2 separate regions of the Gossypium hirsutum genome follow, and region 2 is linked to region 1. Evidence: chromatin contacts called from public Hi-C data. All regions are on one chromosome and are shown on one strand. Each heading gives the region's core, a stretch centred on a gene start, on an enhancer-like site or on the middle of the called end of the contact. The rest is flanking DNA. Distances are from core to core; before and after follow the strand shown.

Evidence for each region. A called contact is a pair of places that touch in the nucleus more often than the background predicts.
Region 2: a Hi-C map of leaf shows a contact between it and region 1, with 2.4 times the contacts expected there. The contact joins the enhancer-like site here to the promoter of LOC107951734 in region 1. A contact is called at or near these places in 10 of 34 Hi-C or Micro-C datasets (callus, hypocotyl and leaf).

The regions. Positions count from the first base shown.
Region 1 is chrA02:97,723,705-97,729,681 of Gossypium_hirsutum_v2.1, forward strand. LOC107951734 (histone H3.3) reads right to left here and starts at 3,740. Exons shown (of 5, transcript XM_016886874.2): 1 at 1,950-3,740; 2 at 1,470-1,543; 3 at 1,295-1,371; 4 at 1,109-1,199; 5 at 541-1,017. The coding sequence starts at 1,541. The coding sequence ends at 847.
Region 2 is chrA02:97,841,548-97,847,524 of Gossypium_hirsutum_v2.1, forward strand. No RefSeq gene overlaps it. Among protein-coding and RNA genes, the nearest start is that of LOC107951736, 44 kb to the right of the region's middle. Within about 2 kb of position 3,529, at least 1 of the 9 cell types and tissues checked has an H3K27ac peak or open chromatin away from gene starts, as enhancers often do. A contact at or near this core is called in leaf, where this site is marked.

The DNA of each region.
Region 1 (5,977 bases), core at 2,490-4,989:
TATTGTTTATTTTACAATTTTTTAAATAATTCTAAGAATTTTCAATATTTTAAAAAATAACTAATTGTTGATGTTATAGTTTCAACTTTAATTTTCGAATAATTTGAAAAAAGATACAAATATAAATATTTAAAAATAAAAAAATTAATTTGAAAGCTAAAATGATTTTTTTTCCAAAGTTGGCCTAAATAAGTAATTATACATTTTTTCTAATATCTCAAATTATTAAATAAGAAGTATCTTAGGTAAATATAGAATCAACTTCAAAATCTTGGAACCAAAAATTTCACCTTAAATGCCACTTGTAAGCACAAAACATCTTGAGCCTCTTAACAAAAGCACCAATATCATTTCTTTATTTTACGCTGACCACAGTAATAAGATACGCTGAAAATCACGCATCCCACTTTTCCCAAGGACACATTTTCATTACCGACCTGGTTCAATCGCTCTTTCCGGCAGGTTTACAAATTTAAGCCCATAAATTTAAACATGCCCCCTCCAAAATATTCTCTTCACGGGCTGATTCCACAACACGACTAAACAAGATTTGCTTTACAATATATGAATAAATATTCGAAGTCACTAGTTTTGATCAGGAAGCACATTTAAACAAACTATACCAGACATGAGTGTTCTTAACCATTAAAATATCAGACATCACACTCTCCACCATAACCCCATTTCATCATAACATTGAACCTCAGCACTAAGATAAACCTATCTTTTAATATTGGCCTAAAAGAGGAATAAAATTAAACATAAAAAAAAAATAGTACAATACATCTGCCTAACAACAAACAACAGTTTCTCCATTCTAAGTTAAGTGATCAACACACTTGGAAATTAAGCACGCTCGCCCCTGATCCTACGAGCCAACTGGATGTCCTTGGGCATTATAGTAACACGCTTGGCGTGGATCGCACACAGGTTGGTGTCTTCAAAGAGACCCACAAGGTATGCTTCTGCAGCTTCCTGAAGAGCAAGAACGGCATGGCTCTGGAAACGCAAATCAGTCTGCAAACAAAGATCATATCAATGATTGTCAACCAAAAGACAATACCATCAATTGCCAAGGAATTGACACAATAATAGAGATATTCCGTACCTTGAAGTCCTGGGCAATTTCACGAACAAGCCTCTGGAAAGGCAATTTCCTGATAAGAAGCTCAGTACTCTTCTGGTACTTTCGAATTTCACTGTAAAAATGAATTACAATATGTTAAAAACCCATAAAACGAAACACCCACACTCATAAGAACAAGAACAATGTTTAGAAAATATGAAAGAATACCGAAGAGCAACAGTTCCAGGACGGTAGCGATGAGGCTTCTTCACACCACCGGTGGTTGGGGCAGATTTACGGGCAGCCTGTTATACAACAGAGATATATCAGAAGTTAATTACAGAACAAGAAAGCTCAAATTTGGTAAACCGTATAATGTTTTGAATGCAATACAATGAATCACCTTGGTAGCAAGTTGCTTCCTTGGAGCCTTCCCACCAGTCGACTTACGCGCAGTTTGCTTGGTACGGGCCATCTCTGCAAAGATATGAATAATTTAAAAAGACAATTAAAAAAAATAAAACTAGTTACACTTTCTCATGAACTACCAAACATAACACAGAAAAGCCAGATCTTAGATAATTACTGTATAATTCCCAAAAGCCCTAATTTTCAAACTAGAAAACTTCTAAGCCAAAAAAGAAAATCAGAATAATAATTAAAACAGAAGTCGAAGGTCCTAAATGAACTCAGAACCGATAAAAAGCACCCTAATTATAAATAAACTCAACCTAATTCTACCTTACCTCCCCTATTTCCCTAATTCAACTTACACAACATGAAGTACAAAAACAAAATAGAAGAATCAGAATTTACAAACCCTAATTTATCATAAAAATAAACAAATAAATAAAAGCTAAGAGAGCGAGAGAAGGTGACTAACTCTGAGATCTAAGACAAACGCTTTGTTATCTTCTGGATCAAACGTTTGAAAAGTGATGCAATTAAGAGCTATTTGTAGAAGGTTGCGGGGGTTGTTAATGAAGTTGATCTAACGGTTAGTATTTACTATCCGTGTGTTTCTTTTGTATGAAATCTGACGGTAAAAACTGCCACAAGTTGTGTTTTCTGAGAGGAGAAGGACGGTTGGGATTAGATTATAGAGGGAAGACACGGATCGTGATCGTTGAGTGCTTGATTCTTATTGGTCGACGAAAAATTCTTTTTAGCTCTAATGTTTTATGTTTGGGAAAGGTTACGAAGATGTTATGAGGATTTAACACAAAATTAAAAGTAGAAAATTTTGATTTGGCACTGATGAATTTAGCATTTGCTTAAGAATAGGTCAATGTAATTGTCAAGGATGGGATTCGAATGGTAAAAACTACTTTTTCAGTCCATCTCAATTTCAATAATGAGCAAGTTAGTCATTCTTAAAAAATTAAATTTTCAAAACTTAAAAGAGCATAACAAAGAACATTGAAAATTAAAATGCTCTCAACTTCGCAAATTTCCGGCAATGTTGGGGAGGGTGACACTCACTCCAACGGTGATCGTAACACCCAAAAAGTGAGATTTAAAGAGTCTGTTGTTGACGATGAAAATTCTATGCCTGTGGATCCCGTGCCACAATAGATCGTGTAGTGGAAAGACAAATTACTAGGGAAACAAGATGATGTCACTAACTCAGTTCGGGCAGTGCCTTCTACCGTGAATGAAAATGAATTCGAGTTACTTGAAGGAGACGTTAATACATCAATCATTGATGGGATTCCTGCGATTGAGTTTTCGGATCGGGTCAAGGAAATCATTTTCAAAGAAATGGAGTTGACAGTCATCGTTAAACTCCTAGGGCGAAACATTGGCTATAACACCATTTATAATTGCATTCTTTTTTCTTTGGAAGCCTGTGAATTCTATTCGGTTAATGGATATCGCTAACGGATATTTTTTTGTGAAATTTCAGGATCTTAGATATTACAACAAAGCTCTTTCACAGGGTCCGTGGACAGTTTATGGCTAGTACCTGACCGTACAACCTTGGTCTAAGCATTTCAATCCAATGCAACCTTACCCGAGTATGGTGCTAACATGGATTCGATTGTCGAATCTCCCGAGCCATTTGTATAAACGGAAAATCATTGAGGCTATCGGGGGCCTTATTGGAAAGGTGGTTAAACTGGATTTACAAACTGAAAATCAGACCAGAGGCCGTTTTGCAAGATTAGCCGGTTATATCAATCTAGATAGGCCACTGATTTTACAAATATATGTTGACAGAGTTACTCAACGAGTCAAATATGAGGCCCTTCCGACTGTGTGTTTTGTGTGTGGCAAATACGGACATGTTAAAGATTTGTGTACTTCGGCTATGGCGAACCAGAAATTTGCGAATTTGGCGAACTCGGCAAATAATTCTCCCGAGTAGTCAACAGCCATGGAGGGATCTTTTCTGGCGGGGTGCTTGAACGAGGAAAAACCTGTATCAGTCACCAACCCGAATTTCGGGCCATGGATGCTGGTGGAAATGAGGTCTTCTCGGCAAGAAAAGTGGGGAAACAAAACGGAGGCTCCGGCGAATCAGAATAAAGTCGCTATTGGTTCCAGATTTCGGTGCTGTTAGAGGATGAAAATTTGGGAGTGAAATCGGGACAGTCTGCAGAGAGGATTTTTGGGAATGATCTAGGGGATAAGATGGCAGACAAGGCAAGGAGTAGGGATTTTAGGGATTTTATTGAAGTGGATTAATCGGCTAGTGAGCCAGGTCAAAGAGACTTGATGGATTTGGGTTTTTCTAAGAGGCCCATCGGGAAGGAAATAACGAGCAAAAATGGGTAGAAAAATTTGGGCCAAAATTACAAGAGCCTAGGAAAAAGGCCAATGGGAGTAAGCGGATTATGGGAAAATAACAGGAAGGCTTTTGGAAATTTTTCTAATTCTAATTTGGTTATTTCTAATGGCGCAGGAACAAAAAAGGTGGATATACCAAAAAACATTTATTTGGAATGCGCAATTTCTCAAGGCAATTTGGTTTCTAACGTACAAGAAAACAATGAAGCTGAGGATTTAGAAAATATTAAAGCTTATTATAATCCGATTTTTGACGAATCCGAGGTTTTTATCGTCCCTATATCTGATAATACCCTTGATCCAGGTAAGCACTCTGCTTTTAGTTTTAATAAAAATTTTTATTTATCTATACAGGATAATTTAACCTCGAAATCTGTGGAATCCCCAATTTTAACTTGCAATCGGAATCTAATGGTTCCAAAGATCGAAGAGGTGGGGGTAAAGACAGGGGTAGCCGAAGTTCTAAGAGAGCTTATATCGCTCTACAAGGTCGAGGGAACCGTTTTAAATCCTCGGGAACCACGCGTGTTCCTTTAGCTAAATCTATGGAAACAGTGGCTGAACTTTTATCCCCTCAAATCCTCAATGAGTGCTCAAATGCTGAGGTTGATGGTGCTGGATCAAAGACGGATAACAATATCAGTCTGAACAGTTAGGTATGTTATCCCAACTTTTTAATTTTTATTAATGAATATCACTATCTTGTCGTGGAATTGTCAGGGATATGCAAGTGTGAAATTTCCCAAATTTTTTTGGGAATATAATATCGAGTACAAACCGGATATTATTAATCTATTTGAACCGAGAGTCAGTGGGTCTAATGCTGACAATATTATTGCTAAGTTGGGTTTCCAGTATTCACATCGAGTAGAAGCAATTGGATATTCAGGGGGCATTTAGCTAGGATGGAGAGACTCTGTTCGTCATGATGTGATTCGTAGCCATCCGTATTTTATTATGTCTCGGGTTTGGCCTTCATCCTTGTCTCATCCTATTTTCTTCGCCTTTGTTTATGGGTGTTCTAATAGACAAAGATGTCAAAATCTTTAGAGTGAATTAATGAAATCTATTCCACTTGACCAGAGCCTCTAGACCTCCATTAGAGATTTCAACGCAATTCTCTCCTCTTCGAAAAAATCTGGGGGGCTCACTAGGGGCAAGAGATGTCCACATTTTGGTGATTTTGTTGATTCTGCGGAGCTTTACGACTTAGGTTTTAAGGGGCCGCCTTTCACTTGGCATAGGGGTTCTTTGTTTTGAGAGGCTAGATCGTGCTCTAGCAAATGAAGCCTGGCTTTGTAATTTTCCTAATGGCGTGGTTACACACCTTCCAAAGATTAAGTCAGATCACTGACCCCCCTCTTGTCCCTGAATTCGAGTAATATACTTCCCAAAGGAAAGACTTTTAGATTTTTAGCTGGTTGGACTGAGCACCCAGTGTTTGATGATTTTCTTAAAGAGAAGTGGGAATACTCAGGGAATATGTCTGATACCCTTGGTAAGTTCACTATTGATCTTAAGAATTGGAATAAACAAGTTTATGGTAACATTACCACTCTCAAGAGAGGCCTTCTTAAAAGAATTGCCAGCATCTAGAAGACTGGAGATTTCTCCGGTTCTCCTCATTTGAATAAGGTGGATTTGGTCATTAGACAAAAACTCGAAACTATTCTACATCATGAAGAACTTCTTTAGAAGCAAAAAGCAAGATGCGATTGGCTAAAATTTGGAGACTGAAATACAAAGTTTTTCCATACTCGTACTCTGCTAAGGAAAAAAAATAACCGCATTACTGCCATTCGCAATTCTGATGGTAATTGGATTTATGATCTTGAGGATATAGAAGATGAGGCAAATAAGTTTTTTCAAAGACTGTATAGAGAAATTCCTGATCCTATGGGAAGCTTGTCTCATTGTGGTTTCCCCCAGCTTGATCCAGTGGATATTGGCTTCTTGGAAAGACTGGTGACAAATGAAGAGATCAATGAGGCTATGTTTGATATGGCACCTTTGAAGGCCCCAGGCAGTAATGGTTTTCACGCCCTTTTTTTCTAGAATCAATGGGGCATTATAAGGGGAGAAGTTTGCGGCTGGGTACAAAAGGTTTTCAACAGAAATTCT
Region 2 (5,977 bases), core at 2,279-4,778, 120 kb after region 1:
ATTAATACATAGTACACATAATAAAAATGTAACCAGTAGAAAGTTAACAGGTCATGATGTGAGAAACCAGTACAGTAGTGCGCCCACAGTCTAGTCTAGTGGGACAGTAAGGACTAGCTCTATAGCTGCCATTTTATTTTATTTTATTTTTATTTATTATTTAAAATTGCTAGCTCTGCACGTAAATTCTGCACTACCTTACCTTTGTTTGCTACGAGACAAAGGTGAACCTACCAAATGCTTCCCATCCCATGGAGTTGAAAAATAAATTAAATAAATATGCCATTGTATTTGGATCAATGGTTTAATATTACCTATTTTTATTTTAATTGTGTTGAAATTTTAGAAAATGGAAATATTATAGTACATGAACATGGATATGACCTTTCAACTTTTGGATTTGGGCTTTACCACTATTATATAGGGGTTTTATGATTCTGTCCTACCTTAGCTTAATCATCATTTGGGGGATCTTTTAGGGTTCAGCTGCTAGTTTTATTCCAGAATGGCCAAGCTACCATATTATTAATACGTATGTTATGAAAAGAAAAAGTTTAACTTTAAATATAGCATGATTAAAAAATAAATAATATTATAAGTCTTAACTCAGCTGATATTGATATTATTGTTAATATAAGAATACGAGGGTTCGAGTGCACTAAAGTACATTATTCTCGTATTTAAGGGTTGATGAGGGATTATAAATAGTTTTAAGTATTGTATCGAAAAACAAAGACTAAAAATCATGATGTTACACTTGCTAATATTGGAGGTTCATAATTGTCTCTCGTAACAATATCATCTCTAAAATTTAAACTTATGTGTTCTATTTAATAATGCAACATCCCTTACCACTACATCCAATATTTTTTATTTTCTTGCTTTATTGGAAAGTTAGCCATATATGTCACCATACAATTTTTATGATTTGAATTATTTGATAAATAGGGTTGGAACTAAAAAGGGTGTTGACAGGGGATCTCAGCTCTCTTAAAATAAAAAATTTTACTTTTAGTCATTTTTTTAATTTAAAAAATCTTAAATTAATATATGATAAAATTATATTTTTTATTATCGTAAAGATATATAATTTAATTTTAGTATAGATCTCAACTAAATTTGTGATAGTTGTTAATATTGTTTTGTGATTGAAAGAAATGTGAGATATTGGCATAGGTAATAGGAAAGGAGTAACTTTGTGTGACGCTAAACTCAAATGTAAACATGGGAAGGCAGAAGGACAGACATGGTGGTTCTGAGAAAAACACCAAGCAATTACCTCACCCTATCCATGTGACACCTTCACAATAGCCTTACTGTTGGCCTTTCACTCACTATTTTACTACCAATTCAAATTAAATACTAGGTAGTACACTACAAAAGCAAACAAAAGTATAAAAGCTACATTTTTTATTCATAATAAAAAATAAAAAAAAAAAAGAAGAAAAGATGGTTTGCTTTTGGGTGGGGGAGGGATGAAATGGGTACGTGGCAGAATCAATTGATTGGTGGTTGTAGTGGATATTTGTTTTTTAGCTTTTTATAATATTTACAACCTTTATTGTGCTGCTTTTATTTATTTATTTCATTTGGTAAAAAGATGAAACAAGAAAATGGATTTTTGTTGAAGAAAAATGGTATTAAGTTTTGGGTGGGAAGGCAACTAAAAGAGAAGGATGCGGCTCCCAAGTCCCAACGGACACGTATATTTTGGGATCCAATCATGTGGCGCTGCTTTTTATGGATACTTTTTTCTTTTTTATTGTTATAGGATGAGATTTGAATTTATGTTATTTAAGTGTGATATAGAAGTTAAATATCAAGTCGGATTAGTGGATTATTTCCAAATTTAGTTCATCTATCAATTCTATCCCAACTATTAAATCAGTTTTGATGTGACTTGTTCGCCCAAAACTACTTTAACTTATAAAAATCCGTAAATTTCTAATTTTTAAACCAGTTAAACTAGAAATTCACGATTCAATTCTGAAAACATTGGACGAAAGCTTTGGTTAAATTTGTAAAAAATTTTGTTCACCATTAGAATTTGGTCATATAAAATCACAAAATCATTCTTGTAGATAAAGTTTAAAAATTTTATCTTTTCAACTGATTGAGTCTTTAGCTCGATATTGTTGCCAATATAGGAGGATATGGGCTTGAATATGCTAAAACGTATTATCCTCCTATTTAAGAATTGAGAAGGAATTATAAGTAATTCGAAACATTATATAAAAAAATAGATATGATAAAAACTAAAATCTTTCATTAAACAAAAATAATAATATAAGATACTTGATAGTGTGTCACATAATTTAAATATGAAATAATTTTATTAGGATGCAAAAAATGCAACATGTCTAAAGGTTTTAGGTTTCAAAAATTACTTTAAGTCGATAATGTCAAAATATATAAGGTAATTTCAATACCATCTCTTCTGTAAGTAATCTTACATTCCCTTAACAATATAATATTTTTGACAATTTTACCCTATTACTTAAATCAAAATGAAATAATAATAATAATAAAACTAATGTATCAAACTCTATAGTCCTTTAATTTATTCTTCAAGTAACATTTCAACTATATATATATTTGTCTATTATATGACATTTTATCATGTAATTCCGCTCGAAATGTCACTTTATAACAATTTTGTCTCTTTTTATTTTTATTTTTTTATTTATCATTTTGATCAAATTTACCTTCAATCATAATAAATAACATGTTTAATAAAAAAATAAATTATATTTTTCTTCTTTCTTTTTTCTATCACTTTATTCAAAAGAGAAGTACTAATTGCTTAATGCTTCTCTAATTAAAAGTTTGTTTATTTGAGAAATGAGATCTAAAATTAATTTAAGAGACAACATTTGATACATTGCTAGAATATTAATTCTATGTACCACCCTTTCTTATTAAATAAAAAAATGTAGAGGATTTAAAAATAAATACTGATAATAAATTATTAATAAATATTAAAACCCAAAACCTAAGACCCTAGATCCTAAACACTTAAACTCAATATCCTAGATCCAAGAGTTATTAATATTTATTTATGATATTTACAATTATTATTTTAATTATATTTAAATAAATTTATTAGAATTATTTAATAGTCTTCCATATTTTTTGTTATTATTCATTAATTATGCACATGACTTATGTATCAAATATTATTCCTTAATTTAATCGAAAAATGCTTTCATTTATCAGTAAAAGGAAATATTATAACTTCAACCTTTATGTAATAAAAAAAAACAAATTCTATTAGAATAATTTTTATAAAATATATTTTTAGATAATTTTACATTTTATCAATCAAACAATAAAATTTACACTCTACTCGAATTAAACCAGATAACTTAATGTGATATACTGGGTGTGCTAAATAATCTGATCCACATATATGTATTAAACAGTATATTATGAGCTTTCGTGAAAGATTTTAAGCTAGTATTAGAGGTGAAGCCTTCAAATTAATTAACATTCACATGGTTCCAACCCCTAAAATAGGACCTCACTATTGTCAACTCCTACATCGGTTCCAACCCCCCAAATTGAGCCACCCTTCACCACCCACAGGTCCCCCCATGGAGACAACAACCACCAACCCAAAAACAAACCATTATATCAGCATAAAAAAATACATCATAATTTATTTATAGAATTATTTTTTATGAAATTTTATTTTTTAAAATATTTTGAATTATTTATTGATATCACATATAAGATGAATAATACATTTATTTATTTATTTATTTTAAAAATTAATGTAATTTTCTGTCCTAAATTTGACATCTAAGGACCAGTTCTTCGTGGCTTTTGAAAAATACTTTTGAAAAGTGTTGTGGAAAAGTGCTTTTGAGAAGTACTTTTGAGAAATGCTTTGGAAAAGTAGGCTTTGCTATCTGTATTTTTATCATTATCAGGAATTTTTTTTAAAAAATTTTAGGTAATAAGGTGACATAATTCAAAGAGTCATTATCAATTTTTTTAAATCCAAGTTTAGTGATTAAAATAGATTTAATTATTAAATTTAATTACTAAAATAGATAAAAAAAGTATATGTACTAAATAAATTTAATTATCAAATTTAGAGATAAAAAATTATATTAAATTTTTTTAGAAAGGTTTAAAGGTGTAAAAATGCCCTCAAATTTTTAAAAAAAAGTATTTAAGCTCTTTTTTTTTTTTGCACTTATTTGAATACTCGAGCTTTCAAAATGTATCAAAAAAGCTCTCAAACCTTTTCAAAAAAATAATTAAGCCCCTACTTCATTTTTGCACTCAATTGGGTAGTTGAAATTTCAAAATGCATCAAAAAAACTTTCAATTAAAAAAAAAAAACAACAACCAAGCCCATGCTTTTGTTAACAATTAGGAAAAAAATTATAAAAAATTAAAATCAAGAAAAGCTATAATTATTATTAAATTTTAATAAAAAGTTTCAAATATTAAAAATTATTAAGAATTAGAAAAAAATATAAAAAAGGTAAAAATATATATAAAAATTGTAAAATTTTATAAAAATTGTAAAAATTATAAAATATATAGAAATAAATTTTATTAAGTCGTAAAAAAATTATACAAAAGGTAAAGAAATAAAAATTTCGTAAAAAAATTTATAAAAATTATCGTACCAAAAGAAACATTTTATAATTTTTCTATAACTTTTATTAGTTTTTATTTTTTTATCATTTTTTGCCACATATCACGCTCTATTGCGACACTTGATAACTTTAATTGAAAAAAGCTTGGGGTCATCAATTGTTTTATAATTTTTATAAAGTTTTACAATTTTTTATATTTTTACGATTTTTATAAAATATTTCTAATTTTTCATAAATTTTAAAATTTTTTATATTTTTATTAAAAATTAATAATTTTTCTAAAATTTATGATTTATTATAATTTTTAATAAGAACAGGGGCTTAATTGCTTTTTAAAAAATTTTGAGAGTCTTTTTTTATGCATTTTGAAAGTTCAAGTACCCAATTAAGTGAAAAAAGTAGGGTTTAATTGTTTTTTTTGAAAAAATTTGAGGGCTTTTTTTATGTATTTTGAAAGTTAAAGTACTGAATTAAGTAAAAAAAAAAAAGGGAAGGACTTAATTATTTTTTAAGAAGAAGAAAGAAGAATTTTTACACCTTTAAACCTTTTAAAAAAGATAGATAAGTCTTGTATCCTTAAACTTTAATTTAATTATTATTTTGAAAAAAAAGCATTAATTTAATTAATCCATTGGTGTGAAAGGGTGACTTTTGATTGATGCCACAATGTGAAATTAATGCAATAATTACGTAATATGTCTGATAAAAGTCTTCGATTAAGCATGTCTTTGAATTTTAAATAATATATATTTATATTTATATTTTATGAAGCTAATAAAAAGAATCATCTACCTTTTCTTTTGGCAAATTGTATATACGGTTATCAAGTTTGTTGTTAACTGTCAACCCGCTTTGAGTAAAACTTTGGAAAAATAAAGGTTGAATAATTATAAGGTGGATGTTACTTATTATAAAATGTTTATGATAATATAAATATATATTAATTAAAAATAATTATAATTTAATTTAGAATTATTAATTAAAAAAGTTGTACTAATTTTAAAATAAAGTTATTATTTAGATAGAACTCTAAGCATAAAATATAGAAAAATGATAATTTATAAATTATTAGTTAAAATTTGACGGAAAAAAAGTTGTTAATTTTTTTAAAAATTTTATGCTAATTTTATTGATATAAAATAGAATTATTATTTGAATAAAACTCTAAGTATATTAATTATCACTTAATTAATATAATATTAGAGTTATATAACAATTAAATTTTAAGTTTAGCTTAATTAATATAATTGTATCTCTTGGTTTAATATTACATTTTTTTTATACAATTGTATCTTTTGAACAATTATATCTCTTAGTTTAATATTACAATTTTTTTTCATTCACTTATATCTATTAATTTTTCA